Regions from separate parts of the Hordeum vulgare genome. Here region 2 is linked to region 1. A link is a contact called in public Hi-C data. All regions are on one chromosome and are shown on one strand. The core of a region is the stretch at or near the end of the contact, and the rest is flanking DNA. Distances in the headings are between cores, read along the strand shown. Region 1 has its middle 180 kb from the start of LOC123443631. Region 2 holds the start of LOC123443630 (serine/threonine-protein phosphatase PP1-like).

Evidence for each region. A called contact is a pair of places that touch in the nucleus more often than the background predicts.
Region 2: a Hi-C map of seedling shows a contact between it and region 1, with 1.7 times the contacts expected there. The contact joins the promoter of LOC123443630 here to the enhancer-like site in region 1. A contact is called at or near these places in 3 of 6 Hi-C or Micro-C datasets (leaf and seedling).

What each region holds. Positions count from the first base shown.
Region 1 is chr3H:256,076,794-256,081,857 of MorexV3_pseudomolecules_assembly, forward strand. No RefSeq gene overlaps it. Among protein-coding and RNA genes, the nearest start is that of LOC123443631, 180 kb to the right of the region's middle. Within about 2 kb of position 2,343, at least 3 of the 3 cell types and tissues checked have open chromatin away from gene starts, as enhancers often do. A contact at or near this core is called in leaf and seedling, where this site is marked.
Region 2 is chr3H:256,267,994-256,272,979 of MorexV3_pseudomolecules_assembly, forward strand. It overlaps LOC123443630 (serine/threonine-protein phosphatase PP1-like), which reads right to left and starts at 2,620. Exons shown (of 4, transcript XM_045120106.1): 1 at 2,233-2,620. The coding sequence starts at 2,434.

The sequences.
Region 1 (5,064 bases), core at 1,093-3,592:
TGGCCTTTATGGCCAAGTCTTCATATATTTGCAGCTGAAATCTATATCGATAGCGTGAACCCATGCCATCTACCTTAACCTTACATGCAGTCTGACTAGGAAGCATCCTAGCTCACACGTACATCACCAAGTACTCTTCTTCGTATCCCGTTCTTTCATGCCCGGCCAGTAAAATGACCATTGGCAAGACAATGAATACTCTGAATGTACTCACAAGCAACCCATGTTTGGAAGAAGGCAATAATAATGCATGATATAACACTAACTAGGTAAGTTACAGAAAGCTAGTTTTGGGTGCAATGTCATGATCAATCAACTTGTAAAAGAATGCATTAACAGGTTGCAAATACTCACATGAACAAGTTATAGATATCATCGTAATCAGCGGTTGAACACCTCATGTTCATTCATCATGTAATACCATTCGACTTAGCTTAAGTATCATCTTTCTGAAACACACCAAGTGTTTTGAAAATATCTCGACATAATCTAAGAAGCACCAACCAACTATCCTTGACCATGCACATGACTATTCAAAATGCTTTACACTTTGTAGAGGTTGCACACTATACCCACAAGACTCGGGTAACTTCCTTGTTATACACGGCTCGCGGTATATTGCACACCTGAGGTAAGGAACAAAACAATGCCTTTCCCCTAACTACATTAAACAAAGAGTCCACTCGTTGGTCCATGTCCTCGTGATTTCCATCATACGAGCCTCGCTCAAGATCATACCATCCTTCCATGGACACAATGATGTACCCCGTGTTTGTAAAAACAGCCCATGGTCGCCCAACCAGGAATGACCTCGTATCGAGAGAGTGACCCGGATCTCTCTCCACTAGTAATGCGGCCTCTCTGCTAGCACCGACCAAGGTAATCAACAAAGCTTCATCCCATAAAGGTATCTCGTGCTCGCACATGTAAGGTTGGATGGTCGAGAAATCTTAATTCTAATCCCTTTTCGAAGACACACACATGACTTGCTCTAGTACACCACTTCTTTACCAAGTGTCCACCTAGCTCAGCATCATCTCCCTCGGGTATTAGTGGCACCCAACGGGGTTTTCAAAAATTCTTTGAAATCATTTCTTTTTCCGTCACCATGCATATTCCCATCCCTTTCGCGTAGCATCGACATAGCATCCTAACTACTTCCCACATGCACAACCCTCATAGGAAGGTAGGGTCAAGCTTAGTGCAAATATCAACAAGGAAAGAACGGCAGTAACCCAGCACGGGGTCACCTATTCATGATTCAATGCAATGGAATGAAGCCTTATATGCCATGCATAAAATAATTTCTTATACATGGTTAAACGGCTGGTTGCGTGGTTCAGCAAAGTCTTTGAGGTCTTCACAAGATTCCAGTCCAACTCTAAGCACTTCGTCTACTTTACCAGAAACAAGCACAATAAGCCACACAACAATAGAACAACCATTATTTTTTTAGGATTACCATTTTCATAAAAAATACCTAGAGTTTCTCTAATGGATTTGGATCACCAAAGATCTTTGAACGGTGGAAATGGAGGCATTATTGATCCCTCAAGAAGTCTAGGGAATATATTTTCCTCAAAATCAGTGGAGGCACTAATCAAATAGGGCATGATTCTAGAAGAATTTAGAAAATAGTTTCACTAGATTTTGAGTTGATATAAATATTCTAGAGATTTAACAAGTGGTTCATATATGAAGAAATAACTCAATAATCAAGTTTGTAGAGGATGTGCAAGGAAAATTGTTCATCACCTAGTTCATGAATTTAGATCCACATACGAGTAAGAATCATTGCATTTGGATCTAGGGTGAGATCCGTAGTAATTTCCAAATCTAAAGGCCGAAATACCAAAATAGGGTTTCATTTATTAGGTGTATATGAAAGCTTCCTGGAAAAATGTGCAAGTTAGTATTCTTGATAGAGAAAGATTTTTGCGATCTCCAGAAATTTGAATCGCCAACTTTGCCGTTCATATGAATTTCTTACGAATTGTTTAGTCTCTGAAGAAATAAAAATTAGAAAAGATTATACCGCAAGGGCTATACTGCGCCTAGGTCACTCGATAGGCAGCTGGGCGCAATGGGTCGGCCCAACAGCTTTGGCGCGCGTGCAGGATGGCCACGTCAAAGGCGCACTCCATGGAGCGCGTCTCCTATGCGGGGAAATGGAAAAAGGAGGGGGCGCCTCCACTTGAACTGGTGGGGACCGGCCGGTGGGAGGCTTAAAGGCAGGCCCCATCGATCGGGTCCTTCTTCTTTCTCCCTTCCGAGCAGGGAGAAGCATAGGAGGGTGACGGTCACCATGGTTCTGGCTGCCTGGCAGCACCTGAGGCCAAGCCAGGGGCTTGGGCGGATGCCCTACTCCATGTCGCGCTCGGGGGTGGCCCTGTTGGTCACAGGGGTGACAGGGAGCTAGCTGTTCGAAGAGAGCACGGATGGTGGCATTTGTCATTACTCGAGAGTGCAATACGGCGGCGTAGAACAAGGGTTGGGGTGCCGACAAATATGGGACCGCCACGAGGGTTCGTTTGGGAGAGAGCCCGGGCACGGGAGGGCTGTCACGCTCAAATTCGAGCGGAGCTGAATGGTGCAAATGGGGGCCACTAGAGGAGGAGGAGGGCACGTCAGGTTGAATGTGGAGGCATGGGAGGTTCACAGGAGCGAGAGGTAGTGAGGGGGTCAAGTGGGAGTACGGGGATGAGATTTTAGGCGGGGCCACCAATGGGAGTTCGGGTGAGCCTCGTATGCCCTCGGGCGGGGCCAACACGCATGCGAGAGCCGTTTTGGAGCTTTGTTTGTGTTTGGGAGAGGTGTGGGAGATCAAGGATAATCCCCCGGCACGAGTAAGAGGGGTAAAAAGATGTCTGGTTGGCCTATTTATGGAAGGACTATACGTACACCAATTTTCACTCCTAGGAGGCAAGTGTACAATATAGTTGCATTACAAAGGCACATTTGCTACCATAAGCTAGGTTTAGATGGTTTTCTCATATTTCCCACATGGGATGCCTTTATTGGGTTTGGTTTCATGAAGCAGCATGCAAATGGATTTTTGGTGGTGTTTGGGAGCATTTGCATGAACAGATTAGAAGCATATAGAGTAGAGAGGTGCTTCCATGGTAAAAATATAGGGAAAATGAGGGAGTTAAGCTCCAAATAATTGAGCTGAGGCTGTAGCAAAGTTAGTGGAGGTAAAACAGGGTCATAAAATAATGTGGTAAAAAGTTGGAGGCAACGAGAATCTTTTTGGGTCAACTTTGCTTGTGCACAAGCTTGTGAATGAAGGTGTTTGATGTTGCTCTAGGGCATCTAGGGGTATCCAATAGCCCTCATATTTACTAGGGATAAATGGTAAGACCAAATGGTCCTCATCACCAAATTTGAGATTATTTGATGAAAGGTGACAATACAAACCTGGTATGAAATGGATAGAAATGGTTTTTCTTAGATCCATCCATTCAATTATGTTCTTCCTAATGCACCACTTGGTGTGCTGGCATCATTTGGCGCTTAGAGCATGCCCAAGTAGTTTGGGAATAATTGGAGAAACTTCACAATGCAAAGTTTCCCAATTCTAGAAATCAGCAATGATGGGTTTCAAGGGATTTGGACAAGCTGATTTGTTGGCCCTTATGCAACACTTGGTGTGGATGCATTATTAGAGTATTAGAACAGGTCCACGAAGTTTGAGAATAATTGGAGAACCTTGGCAATGTAAAGTTGCTCAAGTTTGGTTCTGGAGAGTAAGGGTTTTGGAATATTTTGGTGAACCAAATCAAGTTGGATTGAGATAAACGTGCCAAGATCATCACATATATCATGTGTGACTTGCTAGAAGTTTACTGGAATTATTTTAGAATATATCTTATTGAAACATTCCAAATACTTGAAATGAACACAAAGGGTTTTGGATGATTTGTCCAATATTTTGAACATGACTATGTGTTGAAACTCTTATATATGGAAAACATATGTCCACTGAGTTTCCCTAATTTTTCTCAAATATTTTGAGAGCATAAAAATATTTCCGACCTATAAAAGACCATTTATGGCTTCAAAAAAAGGTATTTAAATAAAATGGTAAAATAAATTTTAAATAATAATTTTGTGGTTTGGGTAAGTCTTTTTGATAAAAGGATCCAAATAAAATATTTGTGACAAAACATGTTCCCTAATTTGAGGACTTGCAGTAAAAACCTCAATTAATGGGTTTTCGAAAAGCTAAATTAAATAATTGCCTTTTGGTGAAAATAATATTTTTTAAAAAAAGTTTTATGTCCTATGCACATGGTATGGTCGCTAGCAAAAGATTTGGAGCAAGGGTATGAGTCTTGAGGGGAGGATAGTTTTTGTGCTTTAAAACACACACAAGCACACAAGCAAATAGCAATCAAGTCAAGCATCGCAAGCACTCAGATTTTTTAATTGGTCCTAATTTCTTAGGTAAATTGACTTAATGAGGAGAGGCAAAACACAGCGTGTGACAAACCTACCCCCTTACAAGAATCTCTTCCTTGAGATTCCTAGGCCACGCATTGGAGAGATGCAGAAATTCGTGTTTGAGGTGGGCTTCACATTTCCGTGTTGCTTCTTCTTTGATGTGACTAATCAATTGGGTCTTGAAGTGCTTGATGATTCTTCCTAGAGTGCTTATCTTGGCTTTGTTTGAGACTAAACGGGGTTCGGGGAATATGCTAGGCTTGACTAAGGTTTGGGTCTCGCTTGCGTGTGTATTCCAAAGTCGGAATACGTGGCAAGTACTGTGTCTGTGTGCTGTTATTGGGGTTGATCACATTGCTCAATGCCATCTAGATGTATCATGTTAGAATAGAAGGGTCAAGTCTTGGTCTAGCTTCCCATCAACGGGCAAATCCTTGACTTTCATAAAGAGGTTGATCTTCAGTCGCAGGTGGCCTTCAACCTTGAGAGTGTTGAAGCGCGTCAACACACGCTTCTCGTCGAGATCATCTGCTTGAGTAAGTTGCCGATGTATGTTCTTCATTCATCTTCGGCCATTTGTCTTCATCGTCAAAGACACACGTTTCCGGCGTGGTTTTGACC
Region 2 (4,986 bases), core at 1,370-3,869, 190 kb after region 1:
CCTGGCACGAGGTTCTCTCTTGGTGTCGTCTCACCGTTACCTGGCACGAGGTTCTCTCTTGGTGTCGTCTCACCATCTCCCCATTTGATGGACATGCTGACTTTTTTAAATGGTGGTCTTCAGCCATTACTGGCTCCCCAGCATGTGTGCGAGAAGGCCTCGACTCCCTGATCGTCCTCTCGGCATGGTCCATCTAGAAGTACAATAATGCGTGTATCTTCAAAGGAGCTCAACCTTCTCACACACGACTCGTCCAAGCCATCCAGGAGGATGTTCGATCTTGGGCAAGGGCTGGAGCCAAAGGGCTCAACATGGTACTTCCTGTAGTTTAACTTTCCTAGTTGGGATCAAGCAACCCATTTGTCCTCTGCTCACTCGCGCGCTCTGCTGCACGTGATCGTGCACGTAGCTGAGGGATGCCCATTTGTGCTATTTTACACTTCTATCAATGGAAAGATAAGCAACCTACGTATTAACGAAAAAACTTTGTTAGGAAAGAGTCCAATCAATTTAGCAATCGTATTAGAGTTGTATAATAGACTTACCGACTTCTCGGTCAAGTCTTGTGTACTATATAAAGGGGCTAACCCTCAATAAAGCAGAGAAGAATATCGTTGTCTACCTTTATCTAAGTAATTAGTGTTAGGTTAGTAGCATAGTAGCCAGGTTCATGGGTCGAGGGTGTGCTCCGTGACCCGGGGTCGATCAACCCCAATCGAGGGTCGGGGACGAGGTGGGATCGAGGTGAGTCGTCAGGCAGATCGCGACCCTGATCGATCGATGATACCCCAGATCAAGAACAACTACGAGGGAACATGAGTTATGGTGAATCGAGGGTTACCTGGTAATCGCGCTCCAAAATCAGAAATCCATCGGACTGTTCGTGTCTGTCGTCTACAATCCGTCACTCGCCGCCGATCGTCGAGCTGCTTGGTGTGGTATCCGCCCTATCTTGTCTCGCTTCCATAGTCCCACCATTGATGGATAAAAGCCCTCCTCACCGTTGCCGATTTGGAATCTGATGCATACTAGTACTAGGGAACATATAGACTGCACAAGGGAGGAACCGATGGAAGGGCAAACAGAAGGAGTGCTAAAGGACTCGTGGCTTAGAACGGGGTCACGGACTAGAGCTCTGCAGATGAAGTAAAGAAGAAAGAGTTGGGGATAGTTACGGTTGGTGTGAAAGAAAATGGTAAATGAGAAGATCACGCCGTAAACAGCTGACTTGTGGCGTCATTTTTTCTGCGAAAGTGGGAAGAGAACTAAATCACCACCCAGATCATAATCTTTTCAGACGGGAATGGCAGGATCTCTCTTTGCATCCATGGAAAAATCACCATGACCTAGGGTCATCGACCCAAAATAGTTTGGATCGCGACCCACGTTCCCAATTGACATCCCGGAGATGTATACCCCTCGTCGAACCTCGATCCAGAGAGGTGGCGAACCACGAACCGCGACCCCGATCATCGACCCAGGCGAGCCTGATTCCTGGCAACTATTGTCAGTATTAGATCCTTCCCATTGATATTTCAAATTTAAACCACTATAATCCTAAAATGTATAAAAAGATAATACAAGTGTACCCATATAGCAAAGAGTGTACCAACTCCAGCCATTGACCACGCTGCAAGAACTCGGGCCAACAAAAGCCCGGACTGAAGGGAACATCCCATCCCCTGAGAAGCGGCTTCTCAGGAAGGCATGGCGATGTTGGCTCTGATACCAAATGTTAGCGTCCAACTCGGCCTAGCCCACACTCTACCTACGTTCTGAACGTTTATGCGCACGTGGACCAACATTCAACGAAGAGCCCACTCTATCCAAAAGCCCGGACTGAAGGGAGGAAGGAATCACTCCCTTATAAGCTGGTCATGGCCTCCTCCCATAAGCAAGGTGGAGCGAGGTGGGACTAAACCGAGCCAGCCTACACCGATGGACAGCAGCCCTAACACAGATTCCTAAACTTCAAACAGTATACTTACGAGAATGTCAATATTTCAACAGAGTATATACTTGTTCTTACAGAAAAGGTTACAGGGTCCTCAACAGTCAATACCCCAAATAAACCGTACGCGCCAGAATCAGTAAAAATCGAACACAAATAATCGCGTCTCTGGGAGTCGGCCATGTACGGCCTAAATGCGCAAACGCGCCACAAAGAGGGGGCGCGCGGTATAATATGCCCGCATCAGAGGGTAGTGGAGGGGCCTTGAGGCCGATGCTCACCGCAGATCTTGACGGGCGCGGGAATGCGCAGGAGGTTGGGCTGCGAGAGAAGCACCCTTTTGGCCTCGACGCAGAGCTGTCGGATCTCCGCCTCCGACAGCTGGACCTGGCGCCCGCCGCGGCCCCCTTCGACGAGACGCCGAACCACCTCGTCCAACGCAGCCCCATCCATCTCGCCCATCGATGCCCGCGTCATCATCATCTTCCCTGCTCTCCACCTGCTCGATCCCTAGACGACGACGGAGATGGGAGGAGGATTAGAAATGGAGGAGGTGGTGGTGGGGATTGGATAATGGCGTGTAGTTTGTGTATGGATTTATTTATTTTTTGTGTGTGAGAACTGGTCTGTAAATGGATGAAATGATCAAAAGTGCGCGAAGCAGGATCGGCCGTTGGATCGGGCATTTCCTATTTAGCGCTACACGTACCAGTTTTAGTTCATTTTTGAAACCGACGCCTGCACGCGTATTGGCCGGGCCGGGCTCGGTTCATTTAGCATTTTCTCATCTACTCCTTCCATTCCTAAATACTTCCTCCCTTTCTAAATATAAGTTCTTTTAGACATTTCACTAGAAGACTACATACGAAGTAAAATGAATGAATCTATATTCTAAAGTATGTCTATATATATCTGTATGTAATCATTTTAGTGAAACATCTTAAAAAACTTATATTTAAAAACAGAGGGAGTATAAGTATTTTTAAAGGTTTCACTAATAGACTACATACGAATGTATATAGACATATTTTAGTGTGTATATTCAATCATTTTTATCCGTATGTAGACTCCTAGTGTAACCATTTAAAAGACTAACGGAGAGTAGCTTTTTAAGCCGCAAAAACAACGCCGGTTGAAAAGATCAAACCTGCGACCTACTGTTTAACTATAAACTACGATTACCACTCGGCCACTTCAAGGGACCTCATAGGTTCGAGCTTTTCCCACGCTTCATTGCTTTTTCTCTCCTTCTTTCTTATTTCTTTTTCTTTTGCCTTTATCATTTACCCTTTTTTTCTTACTTATTTGATGAATTTTATTCAGATTTGTGAACTCTTTTCGAATGCTGAACCTTTTTCATTTTCTGATGAGATTTTTGAAAATCGATGCACTTTTCTTCAAATCCGATGAACTCATTTCAAAATTGATTAACTTTTTTTCAAATGGATGAACCTTTTCCATTTTTCGATGAACTATTTGTAAAATTGATGAATTTTTTTAAAATTCAATGAACTTTTTAATTTGGATGAACCTTTTCAAATTCGATGAACTTTTTCTTCAAATGGCCAAACTTTTTCATTTTTTGATAATCTATTTTTATAATCGATGAACTTTTTGAATTTGGATGAACCTTTTCAAATTTGATGAACTTTTTCCAAATCTAAGGAACTTTTTTCTTCAAATCAATGATTTTTTTTTTGAAAATCGATAAGGTTAATTTGAATTCATGAACTTTTTTTAATACATGAACATTTTTATATGGTGAAATTTTTTTATTCCGCGGACTTTTTTCCATGCTTGTGAACTCAATTTGAAATATGTGAACCTATTTTCAAATAATTGAAAATTCTAAAATTTACAGTGTAATGCGTAATAAAAAGCGCCTCTATGTTTCTGTTTTTAAAATGGTAGCGCTGTAAATAATCACCGGTAAATAGGTGGTGTACTCGTTAGAGTCGTTGTGTGCAAGCCCGAAGTCGATCTCGATCGTGGGGGCGTTTTCGGCTCTGATTTTTCGGGTTGCGCGATCTTGGGCCGGCCCATCCACACGCTGCTCCAAGTGCTAGTTAGGTTGGGCAGCGCTAAAGGCGTGCAATAGGAGGACCTTTTAGATCGTGGGCCCTACATGCGGGTCCCATGTGTCACTCGGCTTTCTTGGGCCCGTTGCGATTCAAGCGTTCGGACAGGAAAATGGAAAACGTTTATTGTTTCCTGACTAACTTTGCGAACGGATAAATTGTCTTCCGCGCGCCACGTGTTCCGTGGGTCCATCGGGCACCCATCCTTATCTCATTAAGTGCAGCAAACGTGAGCTACCCGTTTCGTGTTTCTTCAGTCACAAACGTGATCCCCTTTTTCTTATCTCTCTCTCCTTCTCCATGCGCGATGCAACCAAGCTCCTATGGTCTATGTCGCTCCAATCGAGAGATGCACACGTGAGCGACCCGTGCTGCGAGGGTGGCTGCACACTGCGATGCAGCGCTAGCGACCTTGAAGCAAGGCATCAATGATCCTATGCAGCTCTTGCTAGAGCTGCGATGTAGCACTCGCGATCCTGCATAGACACACCATGGTCTGCTGCAACGCTTGCGGGCAGGTGTTGGTGTTGCTATGCAACGTTCAACCGCGTTGCTGGACTTGTGATGGAACACCCGCGAACGTTTGTGGAGAGGCACTGGTGCTTCGATGCAGCGCTCCCGGCGACTTCTTTAGCTATGATGCAGCACGAGTGTTTCTACACAGATGCACTGGTTCTTCGATGCAGCGACTAGTGGTGTTGGGTTACGAATACGACAGTTTGTGGTGTCCAGCATTCGTCGGCGCTGCCAAAGCTACAATGCAGCGCCCGCGCCACTATCGGTGTGTCGATGCGGTGCTCGCCGGCGAACATGGCGGGGCGACAGCTGCTACAAGGGGAGGCGGGTGTGGCAGATGAGGCGAGCGACGGTGCGCCCGAGCCGCGGAGCATCGGCTACAACCGAGAGGTGAGCGAAGTAGGGGGAACAATTGGTATTACGTTGACTGATCCAGCGGCC